Regions from separate parts of the Mus musculus genome. Here region 2 is linked to region 1. A link is a contact called in public ChIA-PET data. All regions are on one chromosome and are shown on one strand. The core of a region is the stretch at or near the end of the contact, and the rest is flanking DNA. Distances in the headings are between cores, read along the strand shown. Region 1 holds the start of F11r (F11 receptor). Region 2 holds the start of Cd48 (CD48 antigen).

Region 1 (6,703 bases), core at 1,128-3,627:
CCTCACCTTAAAACTCAGTAATCATAAAATAAAGCCATTGGGAACTGTTCCTGCGTCCTTTGACCTAGTCTTGTAAGGACAGCATTCTTACACCCTCACAAAATCCAAAGGGGTAATAGCTGTGCGACAGTAATCCCTTCATGTATATGTAACGTAGCTATTAACTCCATTGATCCTCATGGCGTGCGGAGGACTTGTAGTATTACTTCTGTTTTATAGCAGAAAAGACTGAGCTCCTAGCCTAGGGGCACAGGACAGACAAAAGAAAGAAGAACTCCTGATGAGGTGGCCCGGCTGACATTTCCATCCTCATTTGCACTAACCAAATCACTCCCTTCCCCCAGGTCTACCTTGATTTCAAAGTTACACCATGAAGTGTATTCTCACCCACTGCCACCCCCTACGTGTTATTTCCCTAGGGCCCCCTGCCCTGCCAAGCAAATAAATGCCCCACCTCACTCAGGCTTCCTTGGAACCACCGCTGCCTGCTCAAAATGATCTTGTCACCATCCTTCTCTTTGGTGGTGAGTGCTAGAATTAACGTAGGAAATTAGGGGAAGAGAAAAGGAAGGAGGAAAGGGGTTGGAAGGAAGTCGCTCCAGGGCTTTACGTAAGTCTAACAACTACGGTCCTTGATCCAGAGGAAACAGTACACAAAACAGGAATGTGGGTGTGGCTAGCAATCTAAGATATGAACAGAAATGAAACAAGTGATGGCCGGGCAAAGAAAGGAGGAGGGGACGGAGAAACAGTAGTAGAATTCAAAGGTGAAGTGAGAGACTCTAGTGGAAGGGATTTCATTAATAACAAGAGAGCTGATTCTGAAAGAGTAGTTTAGATCCTTCTTATGCCTCATGCCTGAGACGCTGGATCTCCAGGAATGGGAGTCAGAGGGCTCTGGTTCCATCCCCAGCTTCTTACCCTCTTGTAAAACTGGGAAGGTCATTTCCTCTCCACAGATTAATTTCCTTATCTGTACAATGTAGAGAAGTAGACTCACCTATTGTCTAGGCCACTCCAAAGCTTTACAGTTGTAATGAGAAACAAGGGACCCATCTCTCCATCTTGGGGACTTAGTCTTATGATTGTTCTCCAAAAAGGTTACCAAAACGAACTGCCTTTAGAAGACAGCGATACTGACTGTAATGGTTTATTTCCTTTATCCTCTCTAAAATACTAACCGTGAAGGGAAACAGATTCATACGGAACACATTCCAACAACAGGAGTGTGTGACACTCAGGAACCAGACATAGCACACCCAAGTCCCTGGGTTTGGTCCTCGGCTCCGAAGGGTGGTGGCGGCAGGGAAAGGAGACAGATAAATATACAGGTGCTGACACACACTGACCAAGGGAACAAACCAACCTACCTCACACTCAACCTCATACAAACACACCTCGAGATAGTCATGCCCCAGCATGCGAGCCTGGCTGTTTCTCAGGAAAAGGAGTCGACAAAGAAACAAAAAAACTCTCATTCCGGGCAAGGGGGAGGGCAGAGTTCTGGCTCTAAGGAGATCCAGCCAACCAATAGACCTACTCTTGCCCCAGGGAATCCTTACTCCGTCAACAACCTTAATTAACGACTCTTTGCTACCTAGTCAAGAAAGGAATTCTGAATCTGAGAAATTTTAGAGAATTCATTTCTTCTTCAGACGCCGAACCTCGGCATTAATCCCAGAAGGTCTACTACTTAACAAGAGGAAGAAACCCTTCTACAAAAGCCAGGAAAAGAAATCTTCCCTACCCAGCCCACCCCCCTCCTCATTACATTTCCTTCTAGGGCACTTGAGCCAAGGGAGTCCGGGTGAGAGGCTCAAGGTTTCTCTGAGATCTCCGAGAATGTCGGAAGGGCAGGATAGACCTTCCCAGACGTATACTATGGAGAAGAACGGCTAGCGAAATAGTTGGGTTTGGGGAGGGTCCTCGGGTCGTTAGGGGAGACCCAGAACCATGGACCCTCCCGGGTTATTTTTGGTGCTTCCGCAGAGAGGGTACTCCCGGCACCGAGTGGGAGGTAGGGTCACAGATCACCGGCTTGGGCGAAGGGAGCCAGCCAGTCTCCCGGTGGGGGAGGGGAACGGAGAGTGACCAGACCCGGGCGGAAAAGTGGACTCCCAGGGCGAGGCAGGCAGGCAGGTTTCTGGACTCCTCCCTTCCCGTCGGCGCGTGGGGATCGTCCTCTTCCAGCCTCTCCCCGGACCCACCTAATCCTCCAAAAACTCTAGGAACTCACCCAGGATCATAGACGTGAAGAGAAACAACAGTTTCCTCCCGGCTTTCCCCTCGGTGCCCATTACAGTTACAATCCCGACGCGACGGGCACAGCAACTCCAATGGGAACAGCCTCGCGATCCACTGCCCTGGGCTGGACTCTAGCAGCCAGGTTAAGCCCGGCCCGCCTTTCTCTCCACGCCCGGTGGGCGGCGCCCGGCTTCCCCGCGTTCCGATTGGTGAAAAGAGAGGGAGCTCCGATGAGTGACTCACCGTACGCAGGTGCAACCCCGAACTTTCCTCCTTCTTGAGTCCGATTGGTGGCTTTCACCTCTAGAGACCTCTGGTTGGCCCAGGAGACTGTCGCTTAAAGAAACCAAGGCCTCCTCTTCGGCAGGTAAGGGCATCCCAATTGGGCAGCAAGGCATGCAGATAGAGCCTTTCGGACTGCCAGGCCCTCGATAGTCATCTCTAAAGAGAAGGTGAGTAAGGTCACTGCCTGTGAGATGCAGGAATGTGCTTGGTTGATTTCTCTTCCATTACTTTTCAATTGCTTGATGGTGCAGAATCTTTGGTCCCCTCCCCCTTGGTAAGTGAAAAACACAAATTAATATAGGAAGGTGTAGGGAGAGGGTTGAGACAAGAGAGACATCTTGACTATCCCAAACTGGGTTGCTCTCAAAAAGAAACCTACATAGACGGATACAGGAAGCATCCAGATAATAAAAGCTGACCCATACTTCTTGGGAGGACTGGGAATATGTCTTTTATACATACACATAGGATCTATGTCAGCAGCTCCTTTGCTGGGCCTTACATTTGGATTAGCTTTTGTTTTCTAGACCAGGGCTAGCTATGTCGCTGAGGCTGGCCTCAAACTGTGGATCTTCCTATAAAAATGGCTATGCCAAGAGGTATGTAAGTACAGAAAGATTGGGGGCTCAGCCTTAGGTATCTAATAAGCCGTAGACCAGCCTGGGATTCATGAGACCCTTTCTCAGAGGAAGGGAAGGGGGTGGGAGGGGAGGAGGAGAAGGATAGAAAGGGGGAAAAAACCCAACCTAGTGTTTATGCTTGTAATCCCAGGACTGTAAAAGACAGGGACAGCAGGATTAGGAGTTTAAGGCTATCCTTGACAAGGTAGCAAATCAGAGAATAGCCTAAGCTACAAGAGACCCCATTTCAAAAATAAAACAGGCTGGAGAGATGACTTAGCAGTTAAGAGTGCATGCTACACTGGGCTTGGTAGCCCATGCTTTTAATCCCGGCACTGGGGAGGCAGAAGCAGGTAGATCTTTGTGAGTTCAAGACCAGCCTGATCTACATTGTGAGTTCCAGGACAGCCAGAGATGCAGTGTGAGACCCTGTCTCAAAAAACCACCACCAACAGCAACAACAATCAGCAAGTTTACCAAGCATCTCCTGGATGAGACTGGAAAGTATAAATAAATTAAAACAACATTTCTGACTTCAAGGTTGGCAGTTAAAATAAACAGGACAGTGTGTAACCAAGAAAGAAACTTTGTACTACTAAACTGAAACAAATATTTGGGTATCTGCCAAGGGCAAACTTGTTATTCACCCTCAAAGAAAGTTGAAGTCCTAAACTGAGACTTATACACAGTTTTGGCATTTGTTTGGCCTGATCTTGCTTTAGCCCAGGCTGCTCTGCAACTCACATATGGCCCCAAATATCCTTGAACTTAGGACGTCTCAGCCTCCCTGAATACCAAGATTACAGTATGACCCACTCACTATACCTGTTGGGTTCTGGATGGAAGCTGAGAAGGCTCACTTCAGAGACAGAAACGTCAAAACAGAAGCCTTATTTTCTGAGCGGTCAGGAGGTGGCCAAGTTGGGGGTCTGAACCACATCCCCAAGGAAGCTGTGTTGCATTTTTAAAGGGTAAAACTGCAAAAGGAGGGAGGGGCTGGGTGAGCTGCAGGGTCATCGAGCATATTTTTGCATTAATGGTTAAGCATGCACGACAGTGTTTGTTGAAGACTGGGCTTCCTCCAGGACACCTGGCTTGAAGGCCTTTAATTCATCCTTTAGGACACTGGGTCCAGAATCCATGGCTCTCAGTTCATCCTCCTGGACATTTGGTCGGGAGCTCAAAGTGATAAAAGGAACAAAGGCGCTGGTCAGCTGCATGCAGTTAATGAGGGCTTGGCAGGCTTTGGCTATAAATTTTTACAACTTAGGCACCTCAGTCAAGATAACAGCAAGTTTTACATTCTTTTCCCAGTTTACCAGACAATTAAGCGGACATTTGGAGGGTCAGGGTAGGAGTGTCCTCCACCCCGGGAATGTGAACCTGGCTTGACCCTGTTAACAAAATGTGAGAGCAAAAATGGGAGAGTTGCCTCAGAGACAGGCTGGGTTCTAGCGGCTCTCCTCTTACATACCTAATAAATATGTACAAATGTTTTTTAGTTCCCAACCACTGTGCTCTGGCATTACACAAAATGCTAAACCATTATTTTTCCCTGATAGCCTTTCCATTAAAAGGGAAGAAAAAAAGGTTTTAGGAGCTGGAATGATGGCTCAGTGATTAAAGACTGTGCCCCATTCTTCCAGAAGACCCACAGAATTTGCTACACACACACACACACACACACACACACACACACACACACACACACATATATATATATACACATACATACATATAATTTTTTGGTAGCACTGAGGATTTGAACCCAGGGCCTTATTCATAATAGACTTATAGTCCATCACAGAATTATAGACCCAGTCTATTTATTATTTTTATTTTATTTGGGAACAGGGTGAAGTATGGACTTACTATATTTTCCAGGGTGTCCTGAGCTCTCACTGTGTGGTCTAGCTTAGCCTTGAACTCTCGGCACTCCCCATATACAAGCAATAAGCTACCACGCCTTGCTTGATTTTTTTTTTTTGATATATTGGCATATATACTAGTATGCTGGCTAGTTGTATGTCAGCTTGACACAAGGTAGAGCCTTTGGGAAGAAAGGATCTCAACTGAGAAAATGTCCCCACCAGACTGACTCACAGTAGGCAGTGCCACCCCTGGGCTGATGGGCCTGGATGATATAAGAAAGCAAGCTAGGCAGTCCAGTAAGCAACACTCCTCCATGGCTTCTGCATCAATCTATCTTCAGGTTTCTGCCTTGAATTCTCACCCTGACGTCCCTGGTATGGACCACAAGCTGTAAGCTGAAATTAACAGCTGAGCCATCTCTCCAGCCCATCAGCTCAATTCTTGTAGGGTTGTTTGTTTTGTGTTCTTGTTTTTGTTTTGTTCTCCAGCACCACCACCCCTTGAATTGGACAGTTTGCCATGGCAGAAATGCATGCAAAAGGAAACGGTCACATCTCAAGCCAGGATGCAGACACTGGGTGCATCTAGGCTTCCTCTGTGACAGCCTTCCAAGAACTACTAAGCTGTCCTAGAAGAAATTCCTTAATCTCCTTTGAGGGTTTCCAGTGACCCAAGGATCTCCTGTCACCAGTGCCCGCCCCCTCTTTCCCTCTGTCTCTATCTATCTGTCTCACTCTCTGTGTTTCTCCCCTTGCCCTGTGTGTGTGTGTGTGTTATATGAATGCTTGTATGTTGCAGGTATGCATGCCCACTAATGTACAGAGGCAGAGGAAGATGTCAGGTGTCCTGCTCTGCCACTCTTGACCTTTTTGCCTTGAATCAGGGTCTCTCACTGACCTTACAGCTAGAACTGTAGCCAGCCCCAGAATCCCAGTCTCCAGCCTGCCCAGCCCCGGATCCTGGCTTTTTTTTTTTTTTTTAAGACTTATTTATTATATGTAAGTACATCATAGCTGTCTTCAGACAGTCCAGAAGAGGGCGTCAGATCTCATTACAGATGGTTGTGAGCCACCATGTGGTTGCTGGGATTTGAACTACGGACCTTCGGAAGAGCAGTCGGTGCTCTTAACCCATGAGCCATCTCTCCAGCCCCTGGATCCTGGCTTTTAACTTGTGTTCTGGGAGCTTGAACAACTCAGATCCTCTGAGTGGTACCTTGATCTTTTAAATACTGAGCCATCTGCCCAGCCCAAACTCCCCTTCTTAAAAGAAAATTTGTTTCTTCTTTGTGTATCTGATGTGTGAGCGCAGGTACCTGCACCATTGTTGGTGCATGGCAATCAGAGGACAACTCTTTAGAGTTCATTCTCTCCTCCATCTTTACCTGAGTTCTGAGGTGGTCCAGGTTGTAGGGCTTGCGCGGCAAGTGCTTCACCTTGCCTACAGAGCCATCGCGAGCCCTAGGCTCACTTTCTTTTCTTTTCTTTTCTTTTCTTTCCTTAAAGGCATGCAGAGCATGGTGGTGAATCCCTGTCTTGAAAACAAAATTAAAAAAAAAAAAAAACCATACATACATAAATAAACCAATCTCACTATTTAGCCCTGGCTGGCCTGGCTCTGTAGACTAGTCTGGCCTTGAACTCAGAGATCCACCTGACTCCAGTTCTCAAATACTAAGATGA
Region 2 (6,161 bases), core at 2,780-5,279, 240 kb before region 1:
GCAGTTAGGACTGGTGAGTGCTACCATTTCGTCCAGAATGAGAGACAATGGATGTTGATAGACTTGCACACGTCTGGTTGTTCGAGACAAGGGAAAGAAGGGAACTGGGGATACTAGAATTCTGGCTTGAGAAACTGAACAAATGGATGTGCTATTAATTGGGGCAGACAACAATGAAAGAACAGAAAAGTTGGGTAGGAGAGAAACTATGGGACATGGGCTTTTGTTTTTATTTTGTTTTTTGTTTGTTGAAGACAGAACCTTCCTATTATCTAGCTAGTGTGGAACTTGTCATGTGGACCAACCTGGCCTTGAACTCCCAAAGAGCCACCTGAGTGGGGGGATTAATGGTGTGCACCACCATGCTTGGCTATGGGAAATTTTACCCCTCCCTTCAGTATTATCTACTGGGGTTTCTGCTCCCTTTCCCTTGAGGTGATCCAAGTCAGTGATCCCAGCAGTTGGGGAGCAGAGGCAGTAAGACCAGGAGTTCAAGGTTGTTCTTGGTTACACAGCAAATGTGAGGTCAGCTGGGTTACAGAAGACCCTGTCTCAAAAGAACAGTAACAATAATGTCCCCTCCTCTGGAAGAAGGATGAGCATTCGTGGCTGCTTCAGTAAACAGAATGCTGAAGTTCAACTTGCAAAGCTAGGTGAGAACTAACAGGCAGTAGTGGCTGGTCCATCTTAACTGACTGCCAGATACATTACAGTCCAGACACTGGCCATGCGGTTCAAAATGCCTGCAGGTGACTCTGGGCTCCACCGTGATCTCTCTGCAAGTAGCAGAGGAACCGTGAATGAACAGTACCTATCGACAACCACCTCTGATCATGAGTGAGATTAGCTGTAGCTATTATTTTCAGCACTGGCTCTGGGGGCACTCGTTAGACAGAAATAAAAAGTCAGAACGAAAAAACCCTGATGAGTCAAAGTTTGAATGCGTGCATCTGGAAAGTCTAGAGTAGATGCTTGAAAAAAAAGAAGAAGAAGAAGAACAGAAATTCAGATCTGGGGTGGAGGTAAGAGGTTGGGGCCTGAAAGTTCATGTATGAGTATCCCCCACTCGCATCTGCCTCATGCTTCGTGTGTCCCCAGAGCTTCTTGACATTTGAAATTTCATTGAATCTGACTAGAAGTTCCTCGGAGACAGGGAAAGTAAGACATCATGGCCATTTTTGAGTGGAGGAAACTAAGTCATGAAAAAGCCCTACAGGCTGAGCATGCTGGCACATCTCTTTAATCCCAGCACTCAGTAGGCAGAGGCAGTTCGATCTCTGAGTTCGAGGCCACCCTGGCCTACAAAGAGAATCCAGGACAGCAGGACTACACAGAGAAACCCTGTTTCAAACAAAACAAAAAAACACCCTACAGCATGGAGTCCAGATAAAACACAGTTCTTCTCATACCCAGTATAATGCCATTTTCAGTGGCCCCTTCTATAAGGAAGAAGGAGGAGGAGGGAACAGGAGGTTTCCATTAGATATGATGGAGCAGGAACACATGTCAGAGCGAAATGGACTCTGGGGACAGGCTGTTGGAGAAGAAATAACCTGGGATGACACAACAGCAAGTATCTGGAGAGCATAGCTGTGGAAGTTGACAGTCTAACATACAGATAGTTAGACTAGGGGTAATTCCCTCCCCCCCCAACCCCCGTATTGCACTAGAGCTGATTAAGTCCATAGGGCTCTGAAGTATTACGGGGCTGACAGAGTTGTATTAGGATTAATAAAGTTTATTAAAAACCATTTATAGACCCTGAGATGAACCCACACACCTATGGTCACTTGATCTTTGACAAGGGAGCTAAAACCATGGAAAAAAGACAGCATTTTCAACAAATGGTGCTGGCACAACTGGCGGTTATCATGTAAAAGAATGTGAATTGATCCATTCCTATCTCCTTGTACTAAGGTCAAATCTAAGTGGATTAAGGAACTTCACATAAAACCAGAGACACTGAAACTTATAGAGGAGAAAGTAGGGAAAAGCCTCGAAGATATGGGTACAGGGGGAAAATTCCTGAATAGAACAGCAATGGCTTGTGCTATAAGATCAAGAATCGATAAGTGGGACCTCAGAAAGTTGCAAAGCTTCTGCAAGGCAAAAGACACCATCAATAAGACAAAAAGACCACCAACAGATTGGGAAAGGATCTTTACCTATCCTAAATCAGATAGGGGACTAATATCCAATATATATAAAGAACTCAAGAAAATGGACTCCAGAAAATCAAATAACCCCATTAAAAAAATGGGGCTCAGAGCCAAACAAAGAATTCTCACCTGAGGAATACCGAATGGCTGAGATGCACCTGAAAAAATGTTCAACATCCTTAATCATCAGGGAAATGCAAATCAAAACAACCCTGAAATTCCACCTCACACCAGTCAGAATGGCTAAGATCAAAAATTCAGGTGACTACAGATGCTGGCGAGGATGTGGAGAAAGAGGAACACTCCTCCATTGTTGGTGGGATTGCAAGCTTGTACAACCACTCTGGAAATCAGTCTGGTGATTCCTCAGAAAATTGGACATAGTACTACCAGAGAATCCAGCAATACCTCTCCTGGGCATATATCCAGAAGATGTTCCAACTGGTAAGAAGGGCATGTGTTCATAGAAGCCTTATTTATAATAGCCAGAAGCTAGAAAGAACCCAGATGTCCCTCAACAGAGGAATGGATACAGAAAATGTGGCACATTTACACAATGGAGTACTACTCAGCTATTAAAAAGAATGAATTTATGAAATTCCTAGCCAAATGGATGGACCTGGAGGGCATCATCCTGAGTGAGGTAACTCAATCACAAAGGAACTCACACAATATGTACTCACTGATAAGTGGATATTAGCCCAGAAACTTAGGATACCCAAGATATAAGATACAATTTGCTAAACACATGAAACTCAAGAAGAACGAAGAACAAAGTGTGGACACTTTGCCCCTTCTTAGAATTGGGAACAAAACACCCATGGAAGGAGTTACAGAGACAATGTTTGGAGCTGTGACGAAAGGATGGACCATCTAGAGACTGCCATATCCCGGGATCCATCCCATAATCAGCTTCCAAATGCTGACACCATTGCACACACTAGCAAGATTTTGCTGAAAGGACCCAGATAGAGCTGTCTCTTGTGAGTCTATGCCGGGGCCTAGCAAACACAGAAGTGGATACTCACAGTCAGCTATTGGATGGATCATAGGACCCCCAATGGAGGAGCTAGAGAAAGTACCCAAGGAGCTAAAGGCATCTGCAACCCTATAGGTGGAACAACATTATGAACTAACCAGTACCCCTGAGCTCTTGACTCTAGCTGCATATGTATCAAAAGATGGCCTAGTCGGCCATCACTGGAAAGAGAGGCCCATTGGACTTGCAAACTTTATATGCCCCAGTACAGGGGAACACCAGGGCCAAAAAAATGGGAATGGGTGGGTAGGGAAGTGGGGGGGAGGGTATGGGGGACTTTTGGGATAGCATTGGAAATGTATTTGAGGAAAATACGTAATAAAAAATATATTAAAAAAAAACGGAGCTCCTTTTAGCAGAGAGCTTCCTCTTACTAAAAATTCCTTCACAGAGCACCAGGCATGAGGTATATGTAGTACAAGGGTCCTACTTCCCCACCTCCCCAGGTCCCGTTTCTCTTGTCCTCCTGGGAAAAGAGATGGGGCCTCGTTTTCCAGAGCTGAGGAACACGTCCCAGCCTTCCCCCCAGTCCCGCTGCGAGCATGGTAGCACCCAGCCCAGGAGCATGCTCATTTCCAGGGTTGAGCTACATCCCACCTCCCCTTTCCCAGCTGGCCATGCCTTCAGTGCACAGCCGGACACTTGGAGGAAGCTACCTTGAAATCCAGTTCCCAAGGGCAGCAGTAGCAGTTCCAGGACCAGACACCATCCCTGTTTTATGAAGCACATAATACTTAGAGAAGCTTCCCCAGAACACTGGAGACAACTGTAAGAGAAGTCAGGGCGCCTGCCCTTCAATCAGGAAGCAAAACCCAAAACCGGAAGTCGTATGAGGTTTTTCTGTTTTTTCTCTATTTCACGAATTACCATACACAACAGGAAAGCAGACCACTACCATCACACCACATGGAATGAGATTTCAAATTCTCCTACCCACTAGAGATCAACAAGAAAAATAGCTTGGCTTAAAAGAATGGATTTTTCAGCAGTGCACTTTGAGCACTGAGGCCGAATCTGCTGTTGCCTGTGGGGAGTAAGGAGAGGCTGTGACTGGGCAGAGACCACCAGCGTCGCAGAGGGGAGTTGACTATCTCCAGCCACCTCCAGCAACGCCCATCTGTCCGTTCACATGGCCCTCTGCCCTGTTCCGCATGCAGCCTGCTTCTACAGGAGGAGACACCAAGTCAACTCACTACCTGACATTGGGAATCATGTCTTATGCTCCTGATCACACGAGAGGTCTATGAGATAGCTACAGCAGGTATCAATTCTTGTACCTTATTGAAACTCAGAGTCAGGTTTGCCTAAGTCATGTGTCAGTTATGGTGAACTTTCCCATTTATTCTCCACATGCAGAAAGATGTTAAGATTATGAGTCTCACCAGAATCTTCTAGAAATCAGGTCTGGCCAGCCTCCGGCCCTTTTCTTATGCCTTTCTGCACTGTGCCTGCTGTTTTCTCTGCCCAGCATGGCAGACAGCAAAGCTTTGAACTAGAAGAGAAGATACGGCAGGAGCAAATGAGCAAGGTTTTATGGTGGATTTAGGCAGAGACAGTTTTAGATTACACATTAAAAAGGAACTGAGAAGAGGAGGTAGGGCAAAATGAGAGGACCAGCAGGATGCGGAAATAGGCGTGGTCCAGCCCCATAGTATCTCAAAAACCAACTCCCCACCCATCTTAGCAGAGTCTTCCTAGAAGCAGGAGAAAGAGGACAGGGTTGCAAAAATACGCAAAGAGCAGGTGTGGAGAACCAGCTGCAGCACTTCCAAACATACAGCACGGTGCTCAGGCTGTAGACGTGTCTTGGTAGTTAACAACACTTGTTCTTGGAGGTCACCCAGGTTTGATTGATTCCCAGTATCTATATGGAGGCTCAGAACCATGTGTAACTGTAGTTCCAGGGGATCTGCCACCCTCTTCTTACCTCTTCTCACGGAGAGTAGGAATGCACATGACATACATATGTACATGCATACAAAACAGCCATACACATAAAAATAAATAAACCTAAAAAAAAAATACAGTTCTCAACATGGGCGTGGTGGTGGTGCACCCCTTTCATGCCAGCACTTGAGGCAGAGGCAGAAAGGCAAAGGCAGAGATGGTCTCTGATCCAATGTGTCTCACACCCTAGAGTTGATTCTCAAGTTCCCTGAGAAGATCTGTCGTTTTTTGGCTAGCCTAAGAATCTAAGGCAGAATGGAAGAGCATAGCTAATGAAGGTTTGAAATCGTCCCCTTTCTCCTATGTATGGTTTGCAAGAGATCCCAATGGAGGTAGACAATGAAGTAGGAGGCTAATGAACTAATAGGTTACTTGGCATTTGTTGTCATTTGGCCCACTCGTTCCATCAGCACATGCCAGGTCCATCATGTGTACATATTCTACCGTCCACGAGGAATCCAAGACTAGAAGTCTGGACAGAGTTCTAACTGAGTCCTGCCTGGGCTGCAATCATTTTTTTTCTCTCTTGCCTCCTTGCTTTGCTCTCTGCCTGGAGTGCCTTTGTCCTCTTCGCTACTCCTCAACTAGATACCCTCGCGGTTTGCCCCCTCTAGAGATTCAGAGTCACCTCCCCTGCATCTCTTTCTTCTGGCTTCCTTGAACTCTCGTTCACATCACTTCATAGAAAGCTCAGCTCTCAAGGAAGCAGTACAAGCTCCATCCTGGCATTGTGAAAAGATTTTTAATTAAAATGATTATGTGGCTGTGGTGGCTTGAATACAAATGACCCACACAGACTCGGGTGTGAGAATTTTTGGCCTATAAGGCTTGGCACTATTAGAAGGAGTGGCCTTGCTGGCTGCCTGGTGGGGAAAACGCTGCGCCAGCATAGAACCGGCGGAAGGGAGCAGAGCCAGTCAGCGGAACCCTCCTCACACGGCACGATGGGCTCGCTGAGCCCCCTCCATCCTCAGGGTGCGAAGCCCTGGCCTAGACCCCGCGGAGATGTCCAGTTG

The links. ChIA-PET counts read pairs in DNA pulled down with a chosen protein or histone mark.
Region 2: an RNA polymerase II ChIA-PET map of effector CD8 T cells shows a contact between it and region 1, with 11 read pairs. The contact joins the promoter of Cd48 here to the promoter of F11r in region 1. A contact is called at or near these places in 2 of 39 promoter capture datasets (hippocampal neurons and pre-B cells) and 1 of 115 datasets of contacts at active chromatin or transcription factors (effector CD8 T cells).

The regions. Positions count from the first base shown.
Region 1 is chr1:171,433,235-171,439,937 of GRCm38.p6, reverse strand. It overlaps F11r (F11 receptor), which reads right to left and starts at 2,377. Exons shown (of 10, transcript NM_172647.2): 1 at 2,237-2,377. The coding sequence starts at 2,297. Gm26641 (predicted gene, 26641) reads left to right here and starts at 2,616. Exons shown (of 2, transcript NR_151523.1): 1 at 2,616-2,696.
Region 2 is chr1:171,679,860-171,686,020 of GRCm38.p6, reverse strand. It overlaps Cd48 (CD48 antigen), which reads right to left and starts at 4,029. Exons shown (of 4, transcript NM_007649.5): 1 at 3,855-4,029. The coding sequence starts at 3,927.